Linked DNA regions of Sus scrofa: regions 1 and 3 are each linked to region 2. A link is a contact called in public HiChIP or PLAC-seq and promoter capture Hi-C data. All regions are on one chromosome and are shown on one strand. Each heading gives the region's core, a stretch centred on a gene start, on an enhancer-like site or on the middle of the called end of the contact. The rest is flanking DNA. Distances are from core to core; before and after follow the strand shown.

What was found. Promoter capture Hi-C pulls out the DNA fragments that hold promoters and counts their contacts. HiChIP or PLAC-seq counts read pairs in DNA pulled down with a chosen protein or histone mark.
Region 1: a contact with region 2 is called in a promoter capture Hi-C map of fetal liver, with 4 times the contacts expected there. The contact joins the promoter of GZF1 here to the promoter of CST3 in region 2. A contact is called at or near these places in 1 of 5 promoter capture datasets (fetal liver), 1 of 47 Hi-C or Micro-C datasets (heart right ventricle) and 1 of 2 datasets of contacts at active chromatin or transcription factors (alveolar macrophages).
Region 3: a contact with region 2 is called in an H3K27ac HiChIP or PLAC-seq map of alveolar macrophages. The contact joins the promoter of NAPB here to the promoter of CST3 in region 2. A contact is called at or near these places in 1 of 5 promoter capture datasets (fetal skeletal muscle), 2 of 47 Hi-C or Micro-C datasets (liver and omental adipose tissue) and 2 of 2 datasets of contacts at active chromatin or transcription factors (alveolar macrophages and skeletal muscle).

Annotation. Positions count from the first base shown.
Region 1 is chr17:30,349,276-30,352,941 of Sscrofa11.1, forward strand. GZF1 (GDNF-inducible zinc finger protein 1) reads left to right here and starts at 2,158. Exons shown (of 7, transcript XM_003134296.6): 1 at 2,158-2,462; 2 at 3,289-3,515; 3 at 3,518-3,666. The coding sequence starts at 3,311.
Region 2 is chr17:30,473,170-30,476,566 of Sscrofa11.1, forward strand. It overlaps CST3 (cystatin C), which reads right to left and starts at 1,317. Exons shown (of 3, transcript NM_001044602.1): 1 at 1,060-1,317. The coding sequence starts at 1,302. LOC106506628 (a long non-coding RNA gene) reads left to right here and starts at 1,444. Exons shown (of 3, transcript XR_002339947.1): 1 at 1,444-1,566.
Region 3 is chr17:30,394,772-30,398,083 of Sscrofa11.1, forward strand. It overlaps NAPB (beta-soluble NSF attachment protein), which reads right to left and starts at 1,334. Exons shown (of 11, transcript XM_003134297.4): 1 at 1,137-1,334. The coding sequence starts at 1,234.

The sequences.
Region 1 (3,666 bases), core at 908-3,407, 120 kb before region 2:
CACAAAGATTCAGTCCAGAACCACTGGAATATGAGTATGACCATCTTTAGGACTCTGGTCTGCACAGAGCACTGCTGTGGAGGTTCAGTCCTGGCTCCCAAATTGCTGTTATCTTGGGTACGTTGCAGTTTTAAAATGGCAAATGACTGTTTCCCAACTCCTTCCTTTTTGGTGCTTAGAGCCCCACCTCCAATTCCCTAAACACCTCCAGGGGCCTGGAAATCATGAACATGTCTGAGCTTATGGTGTGAGACTTTGTCCTGGTCAGGGAGCTGGGCTGGCTTCTGGGGAGGAGACAGCTGAGTGGAGATGAATTAACTGGGGGAAAGAGGGAGGATCTGAACAGGATGTGCAAACGGCCTGAGGAGGGAAGGATTCGGCACCCAGCAGCCTGTGCCCAGGAGGGTGCGGAGGTGAGATGGCCATGATGCAATCAGGCAGGAGGGCCAAGTCCCTGGGGTTTTGCAAGAAGCTGCCCCACCTCCACTCAATGTCTTAGAAACCACACTTCTCAGTGTTGACTTATGGATTCATGCAAACCAGACACAACTTTTAGTATGCTATTTAATCACACCCAGTTTAGTTCCCTTTTGGCATTTACCTGATCTCTGTTCTGCTGTAGCTGGGGAGACTGGTCTGCACAGAGTACCACTGTGGAGGTTCAGTCCTGGCTCAGACTCGCTGTGATCTTGGGTAGGCTGGCTAACCTTCCTGTGCCTCTGTTTCCTCCTCTGTATATATAGGAATAATGATACTACCCCTTCGCAGAGTTTTGTGAGAAAGTGACATACTACTAACATGAGTAGGGCTCACCCTCCGTAAGCATGAGGCACATACTGTTCTTATTAACCCGTTTGGGCAAGGAGATTCATTTCTGGAGGAAGTCAGGGCTCTGGGTGCGGGAGAGCAGGAGGGTCCTAGACTACTAGGGAAGGACTCAACTCTCAGTGTGTGCACCTAGGGGTGAGCCCCATGCTCCATGAACTGGGCTGGCTTCTGAAAATCCTGAGAAGGGAAGCGATTGCAGGATCCACTTCTGGGTGAACCTGGAGGCAGAGCCAGCAGTTGTGCACAGAAGGTGGGGTTGTTCTGGAACCAGGACATGCTTTTTTATCTGCAGCAGAAAGTAAAGATTGTGCAGGTTCTTACAAATCAGAAGCTGGAAAATAGGGCAGCCGGAAGCCTCCTTGCTTGGACCCTCTCACCTGGGCCCGACTACCCGGGACCAGGGCGCTTTGGTCCACACAGCATCCCAGCCACTTCAGGCAGATGCTTTATGACTGTGTCAGAGCCTGTAAGAGAGGGAAGGTGGCGGCTGTGCAGCAGATCTGCCACATTCTACACTCGCAAACTTAACCAGAAGACACCGGATGAGAAGTCGGCCCAGGGCCCGCTGGACGTCTGGGAGAGACGAGGATCAACAGAGGCTGGGGAGCTGTGATATTAAGCCCCTGGGGTGGAGGGCGCGTTCCAGAGGTGTCCAGAGGGTCTCGCCCCGTGTCCAGAGATCGCACACGTTCGGAGGCTCTAGGAGCAGACGGCTCCCGCTCAGCTCCTGAACCGCGTCGGCACAGCGAGGTCTAACGAACCCAGCCGGACCACGCAACGAACCTAGGGATCAGCCAACCGCTTCCTGCGGCACGTGGCGGAGCCCCGCCCCTCCTCCAGGACCCTCCTATCACCCTTACGCCCCGCCCTCTTCGGCGCTGGATACCCCGCTTCTCCCTGCGCCAAGCTCCTGACGCCACGCCCCTCCACCAACGCTCCGCCCAGTCTGGCTCTCGACGCTCCGCCCTTCTCTGAGCCCTTCCACCTTGTGTCACTTCCTCCCCGTGCCCAACCCTCCGCCGCCCAGTACCGTCTGACGTCACGCGCCCCCCCCCCGGCGACCCGCCCTCTTGTACTGCCCACCTGCTGCAGCGGGCCCGCAGCTCACGTGATTTTCGGGGGCAGGCCGACCCCGCCCCTGCCGCGTAGCGGGAGAGGCAGAGCTGCCGTTGCAGCCTCCTGCGCAGGCGCAGACTTTAGCTCGCGGTGGGTGACGTAATTCTTCGCTGCTGGCCTAACGCGCGGCGGCAGGGTGCGTCGGCTCACGTAACTTCCTCGAAGGGCCTCCGCAGTCGGCCGTGCGTGCGCAGGCCCTACCCGGCCCGCGAGGGGCGGGGCAGGGCCTACGGCGGCCAATCGGCGTCGCCTTCACCGCCCCTCGCGCCCCGCCCCCGGTCCGTTCGTCTGTCCCCTGGCCTGGTCCTCGGAAGCGCTGGGTCTGCGGCGGCCGGGCGGGCGGTGGGTGAGCAGCCTGGGGGGCAGGAGGCTGCGGCCTGGGCTCCGAGTCGGGCTCAAAGGTCACGAGTGGGCGGGAGGCCGTCAGGGAGCCGGAGGTGGTCCGGCCGGCAGCGGCGAAGAGAGGAGGCCACCTGCGGCCATTGCCCTGCTGACAGGCGGCCACTCGGGCTGGACGGGTAGGTGAGGTCGGCCCCGGGGACCTGGGCCTGTGGAGGGCGGCACATGCCGAAGCGGACGGCAGGTACGCCGCGGGGAACGTTCGCGCCGTGTTGGGCAGGACGGGGCTCCGGGCGGGCCGGGCAGTGGGAACCTGGTGCGCGGGCGAGGCGGGCTGTAGCTGCCTGCCCTGTGACCTTGTCGGCGCCTTTCCTGTGAAGCTTGCTCCGGGACGCCCGCGCGGCTGCAGCCTTCACGACGGCCTGTCAGTCTCCTGCATAGGAACCCCTGCTGAAAACCCTGCCCAGGATAGCGCCGCTGAACACGCATCGTTCAGGTGCTGCGACGGTGCTGCCCGTGGTAGGGCCTTATGGGGTTGGAGGTGGCCGTGGATCGTGGCCACTTTTCCATGAAGTTTTGTCCATGAATAGTAGTTATTTAGTTGGTTGTTTTCCAAGGCAGACAGTGGTCGCCATGTGTTTTAATTATTATGTTTCCTGGTCAAATAAGTAGGCGTTATTTATTGTCGCTATAAATTCTCTTCGTTTTGGGGTCTGGGACTGTAAGCAGGTTAGGAAGTAACCTAGATAAGGTATTGCTTTAACGTAGTTCATTAATCATAACTTTTATCTTTGGGGGATCAGTCTCTCTTCATGCAAGTATGTCATGAAGCTGTATCTGGGCTTCAGAAAAATGCTAAGAAGTGATGTGTGTTTTGAATCTGTACATGAGAAAAGTTGGGTTTCTGTCGTTAATCACTTTATGTTCTCTCAAGAACTGAAATCATCCTCATAATTTTTAATCCTTCTACTTCATGCATGAGTAATTTTTGGTTTTGTTCCCAAGGCTGCTTCTGGGAGGAAGAAACATGGAGAGTGGTGCAGTTCTGCTAGAATCCAAGTCCTCACCACTGAACCTTCTGCACGAGATGCACCAGCTCCGCCTGCTGGGTCATCTGTGCGACGTGACGGTCAGCGTGGAGTACCAGGGTGTCCGCGAGGAGTTCATGGCCCACAAGGCAGTGCTGGCGGCCACCAGCAAGTTTTTTAAGGAAGTTTTCCTTAACGAGAAGGCGCAGCTGGCGCCAGGACTAACGTCTACTTAGATGAAGTGCAGGTCGCCGATTTTGCTTCCTTTCTTGAGTTTGTCTATACTGCAAAGGTACAGGTGGAAGAAGATCGGGTGCAGCGAATGCTGGAGATGGCTGAGAAGCTGAAATGTTTG
Region 2 (3,397 bases), core at 67-2,566:
GCGGCACCTGCCAAGGAGGCTACAAGAAGTGCACACCTGTTCTGTGTGACTTGAGGAAACATCAGGCCAAACCAAATCCAGCGACAGTCTGAGCCACAGCTGGCTGGACCTTCAGAAATAACACCAAGATCACAAGACAGACCAGGGGCTGCCTCGGAATAAAGGAGGCCACAGGACAGCAGCATGTGGCCTGACAGTGTCCTCGGCTATAAAGGACTGGGAGATAGATAACTGGCATCTGAGTAAGATTGGTGTATGAAAGTGTTAGTGTTTGATTCCTAATCTTCAAAATTATTTTGTGCCTTGGAAGAAAACAACCTTGCTTTTAGGAAAAATACACAAACGTGTTGTGTACCCAGGAAGGGTCAGAAAAATTAATGTGTATAAACATCGCTACACACATGTATGTGGGGATGAGGCGGGTCAAGCAAATTCTGCAACTTTTTAACATTTGAGGAATCTGGGTGAGAATCTACAAGGACTCTATGTATCTTTGTAACTGCCCGATAAAGTCTGAAATGATGTTAAAAAGTTAAAAGGAAGGTGCTTAAAGAACCATTCAGGGGCAAAGTCAGGAGCGCAGCCAGGTGTGGGTGTGTTTTTCCCTCTCCTCAGGTCATCTAGATGGCAGCTCGCACGGACCCCCCAGTCCCAGGAGGCTGGTCCCTGACCCCAGCGCGGACCCAGATTGCGGGCCAGGCCGGGCCCACGCCAGGTGACACCCCGAGAAGGGCTGTGGCCGCCGGGAGAGGCCGGGGGCCACGCCAGGGTGAGAAGCGCATCAGCGTCTGTGCAGATCCCCCGGAGCCTCCAGGGGCTGAAGGGGACCCTCCTCCCAGGACCTGGGGGCTCGGCGGAAGCCGGGCTGGAGACGGCGCCCGGCCTCCCGCAGTCAGGGCCGTCCCGCCCCTGCGCCCCCTGCCTAGTTCCAAAGCACTCAGGCTCTGCACCCTGGCCCCGCGCCCCAGGCCGCTGCTCTCAGGCTCCGCACCCCGCCGGTCCGGCCCCTGAGCTCCGACTCCGCAACTCGATCCCGCGCCCTCTCCTCGGCAGACGCACCTGCTTGCGGACGCGCAGCACGCGCAGCACGCGGCCGTGGTAGGCGTCATTGCTCGCTTTGTTGTACTCGCTGAGGGCAAAGGACAGCGCCTGCTGCACGCCCTCCTCGTTGACATCCGCGTCTATTAGGCCGCCCACCAGGCGGCCCTTGTGGCCCTGTCCGGCCGCGGGGCTCACGGCCAGGGCGAGGGCCAGGGCCAGGGCGGCCAGCAGGAGCAGCGGGGAGCGCGGGGACCCGGCCATGGTCTCTCGGAGACAGACGGAGTTTCGGCCCAGCGGCGATCAGATCGCTAGCCCAGCCGGGCTGGTAGTTGTGCTTTTATCCCCCGCAACTGGGCCCTGGCCCCGCCCCCTGCCCCGCCCGGCTCCTCCTCTTCCGCCCCTCCCCATCCGCCGCCCATCCGATCCTTCCCGGTCCAGCTGCTTTCCAGCTGGATTCTCCTAGGTCTCTCCGAAAGTGTCATCTCCTCTGGGCCGGCGAATCTTGTAACCCAACTCTGTACCCAGGTCTGGAAGGGGAGGAAGGGCGTCTGGCCCCCGGGGGGTGTCTAAGCGCCTGGTCCGCGTCTAGATGTCCCCGGAGCGGGGCTGCGGTTTCCGTCTGCGGCCTGTCCTGGGGAACTTCTTTGCCAAACATTAAGTGAATTAACCTTCATTTGGGAAAAGCTCATCGGGTTCTCTTACTCAAACTCATTTCTTTATTCGACCACCGAACCCTTCTGGGGCTTCTCCCTGGCCAGGGCGTCTGTAGATGGAGCATGGAGGGGTGGGGGTGGGGGTGGGGAGATACTCCAGGCGGTGGAGCCCCTGAGAGTTGAAGATGTTAGGGAAACTATTTTCTAAGAGACACATTAAACAGAGCAGAAAGAAAAAAGTCTATGAAAGCATAATACTTTCTATTTAACCCAATATATCCAAAATTTTTCAACATACACAGCCAATTGTGAATGACACATTCTCCACTCTTCTATACCTGCACTATGTCTTTGGGGTCCTGTGAGTGCATTTTACCCTTCAAACAGGAGTCACTGTCTCACCGGGTCCATCTCCTGTGTCCCATGACCAAGTGTAGCTGCTGTGGGGCGCGGTGGGTGTAGGGCCGTGGGTCGCAGTAATCAGTAATGACGATCAGAGAGTGACAGGGGCTCTGCTGAAAGTGAGGTGAAGGATGAAACAGAGAGAGACATGGACATCCCTGGACCCTGGCCACAGATGCCCCTTTGAGAAGACAGAGCTTTAGGCTGACACCTACCCAAAGGGCAAGAAGTCCCTCAGGCACAAAGAAGGGAGACTTGGGCAGAGGGAACAGCCAGTGGGAAAGCCCTCCAGCGGAACTGTCCTGCTCTGGGGATAGGAAGCTGCTGGTGTTTAAGCAGAGGAGGGGTGTGATCTGGAATCTTCCCCTGGGGCTGGATGTACCATAACATGTGGGTATGGGCCAAGGGCAGAGGGTGGGGAAGACCCCTACTGGGCCAGTGGGGGAGGGGCAGCACCCCCCCCCCCATGCAGAGAATGGCCGTCTCCCTTCAGGGGGCCATGACAGTGGCTCTGGTCCTCTGTCCACTGCTTGGAAAACTTTGTTGATTTTTAAAAGTCAACTTGAATGAGGTATGATTCATATACAATAAAAATGCCTCCTTTTGTGTATCCAGACTGAGGAATTTTAACAAATGCATGCACCACTATTACCACCCCACCAAGCCTGTTACCCTGAAAGTTTCCTCTTGCTTCTTCTGTGGGTTATCCTGTGCCCACCCCTGGCTCCTGGCAATACGCACATGTGCCCTGTAGACAGGGGTTCTGCCTTTTCTTGAACTTCCCACAAATGGGATCATGCAATGTGGGTGTCTGGCTTTGGTGCATCATTTTTGAGCTTCCCCTATTGTTGTGTTAACCTAATTGTTGGCTCCGTTGCTCCCTGGACCAAGAGGACCCAGTTGGCTGGGTACTGTGTGGGCTAACAGGCCTCCAGCGCAGGGCAGGGACCCGAGCATGACCCTGGGGGTGGAGGGGAACGCTGTTCTCTTCTCATCCCGAACCCTACGCGCCCCAGGGTAACTGGGTGACTGATGACCTAGGAAGCCTCTGGCCCCTTGGCACCCACCCAGAGGGATTATTCTGGAAGAGGTAGAGGCGATGGTGAATCTTCACCAGCCCAGACCGGCTGTGGCCTTGGGGCTAGAGCAACAGGGCTCTGCCTAGAATCCAGAACATAGCAGTAATGAATTTTCACATTCGGTGTTTCTGAGACCTTGTTGCCCCAGGGCGAGTTCTAACCATAGGGGCCAGAACATTTTCCTCGTACCCTTCTAGGTTCTTTGGCTGACCTGTAATTAAA
Region 3 (3,312 bases), core at 84-2,583, 78 kb before region 2:
CCTAACTTTTAAGGGGGGAATAAATTTATAATTCACTGCTATAATCCAAACTTCACATCACCTGAGAAATTGAGAAACCAGCTGGGATAAATGACCTTTGGTACCTTTGAGCCCGCACTCCAGCACTGCGTGAAACCTGCAGTTAGCATTTCATGGAGATGCTCAACAACGATTAAGTATTACAACCAAAAGAACGAGGGTGGCAAAACGAGCAGGTTCTAAACTGAAATAAACCTGTGTCTAATAGCGCAACAGTTAAGGATGGGTCCCTGGTCCTCCTCAGAATAAAAACTTGCTCTGGGTGTCCGCAGAGGATCTTTCCCTTTCCAAAGGGAAAAACGGAAAAACACCACGAATTTTCCGCCTCTCTCATCCTAAACAGCTGAATCATTCACATATTCTACTGTCCAAGAACTGTCAGTGCAGGCTCTGCTTTTTTGGGAAGTCCGAATTTAAGACCTTCCCTAGGAAAGCACAGAAGAATCACTGAAAATGGACGGGATTCCCCAAAGACGCAGACTTAAAAGAGGAGCTACGTTATCCTTAATCCGTAGGAAGCCCTGGGCTGGGTTTCACATGAACCTTCTACGAAGAAAACGTACTCGTTCCTCCCACGGGTATTTATTAAATGTGTACCTGGCGCAAGGGGCGCGGGCACAGGGTGGTGGAATGCGGGAAGCTAGGCCCCACCACCAGCCCGCCGCCCACCCTCCCAGCGCCTCCACCCACTCAGGTCTCCTGAGCTACGCGTGGAGAAATAACAAACCCGTGTGGCTGCGGTGGGGAGGGCCACGAACGCCAGGTCGGGGAGGGTGCGCGCTTGAGGGTCCTAGGGAATCCCTGGAGAGTGTCGGGGTGGCCGAGAGGGTCCCAGGAGGGCGTGTGTGGGGGGGTTATAGAGTGCCCTTGGGGATCCCTGGGGTGTGTGGGGGCGGGGCCGGGGGGTGGAGAGACTTCCTGGCGTGCGCGTGGGGGGATGGGGGGAGCTCGGTGGTCCCCAAAGGTTTGTGGGTGCCCGGGGGATCCTAGGGGACCCCTGAAGGGCGCGTGGAAGGCCCCGGGGACCCTGAGTAAAGTGTGGGCCGCCTCCTGGAATGGAAACCCTCCCCTCAGGACCCGCGCGGTCTGGCGCTCACCCAAAGAGCCCGCGGAGGAAGGAGTGGGAGGCCTTGACTCGTTTCTCGGCCTCCGCCATCAGCTGCACCGCCTCTCGCTCCTTCCCTGCGTTGTCCATGTCGACAGCCGCGGCCGCCTCCACAAGCTACTCCCGAGCCGAACGCGTCTCCCGCGCCTCGTCCTCTGGCAGCGGAGGGGCGCGCAGGCGCGGCGCGCAGCCTGTCGGAAGTTGTAGTCCGAGCGGTGGCCTGGCGGCGGGAGTGTGCGAGGCGTCAACTACAACTCCCAGAAGGCCGCGGAGCCGGCTGGAGGCAGGGGCTTCGGGACCGGGGTCCTCACCCTCTGTAGGGCCCTCTACCGAGGAGAGTATTGACAGTTTAAGGAGGCGGGAAATGGAAAAGTTCCCACGGCTTCCAAGGAAGACCGCCTCAAACACTAGCATCACGTTAGTTCAGGAGTCCCTGCCCAGCACGACCGACCGTGGTCAGGGGATGGACGGGGAGGACACGGGATAACGGGATGGATGGGACGCGGGATAACGGCGTGGACCGGGAGACGGCGGGTGGCAGGCTGGAAAGCTCCACTGTACCGCTTGCATTCTGAGAGCACGCTGTAAGGCGGCCACCCAAGCAGCTGCACAAACCTTGTGATACTGGCCCATCTTCCCACGCTCCAGCTACAGCTGCAGGAAGAGCCATGTTTTTCTCCAGAGCAAGGCGTTTAGATCTGTCAGGCGTCTCTTCCTAGGCTATAGAAGACTTGCACATATGCAATATGTGCATAATTCTCCCTTTTTATTGACTGGATTCTTTTCAGTGGATGTGAGCAATTGAGCTCTCTTGCTCTTTACATAATGTTGGCCATATTGTGGGGTGGGCCTCTGGGACAGCCATTCTCCCTGCCAGGAAGACTTCGAATCTCCCAGGAGAGGTATCCATAGATAGGGGCTATTGTGTGCCAGCAACTTCCAGGACTGTCCCAGAGGGAGTTATTTTTTCATACAAAGTCTAGACCATTTACATTTGGCAATGCTAAAGCAGAGGTGGTGAAGCAAATATGAAAACCACTGCCAAATGAGAACTTGTGACAATTTCAAACTATTAATAAATACACTGTGGGCACTGGCACACAAAATACATTTAAGAAAATGAAGCTGTCTTGAGAGAAAGGCAAGAAGGGCCAAACTCCTAGAAAGAAAGGTCACTAAAGCAAATGTTGCAGAGCTTGCAGTGCAGGCACTCCAGACTGAAGGGAGCTTCAGATCCCAGAGTTTATTTACTTTCACTGCATCTGTTATTCTGACTTCAAAGAGCTAATTTGGAGCAGTATTGGGGAAGAAGGAGGCAGGAAATTAGAGGCAGCAGTGAACACAGGAGTGAAAAAAAAGAAACGTGTAAGCCGTGGACATGAACCTTTGAGAAGCAGAGAACATGAGCCTTTGAGAAGTCTATGGGGATTTAGTGGAGGGGTTCAGGTCAAAAACTCCAAGTGCAACAACAGTGTGTTGATTAAAGCAGTTGCCAAAGCTGCCTTAGGGCAGGACTCCGAGAAATACTGCTCTCCAAGCCCCCATCTCTACATCAGGGTTTCCTGGAGTTGGAGTCTAGGAAGGGTATGTTTAAGAAGTCCACCACTCTTGAGCCTACAGTTCCAGAGTTTCAAGCATACAGTCAGCTGAGGAGGAGGGAGTGGGCTGCCTTCTCTACTCTAGAGGCTGCAGTTATGGGTGGCAGGGGTGCATCCTGACATTGTTGGTGTTTCTGGGTATTTCCCTCATTCTCTTCCTTCTCATGGGCACTCCCACCCTCCCCCACAGTCCACACCGCAGTGGGAGAAAAACCTCCTACCTTCATTGCTGTGTTCACAGCGTGTTTTATTCTTCCAGAGCTGGGTGAGGGGAGGTAGCTGGCAGAGGGACAGACCTCCCAGAGTTAACCGGGACCAACCCTGACCAGAGGGACAGAGGGGGATGCTCCAAGCAGGAGGGAGGGAGGAGGAGACCTGCTCCCGTGTGGACCAGGGAAGGGGATGCCGAGACCCTGCAGTAGATCCAAAGGACCCATGCCCCCCAGCTCCCATGCCAACCAGGACAGTGGCCACATACATTTAGAGCAAATAATATGAAGTAAAGTGTAGATATCATCCCCGGTCATACTAGCCACATTTCAACTGCTCAGTAGCCACAGGTAGCTGATG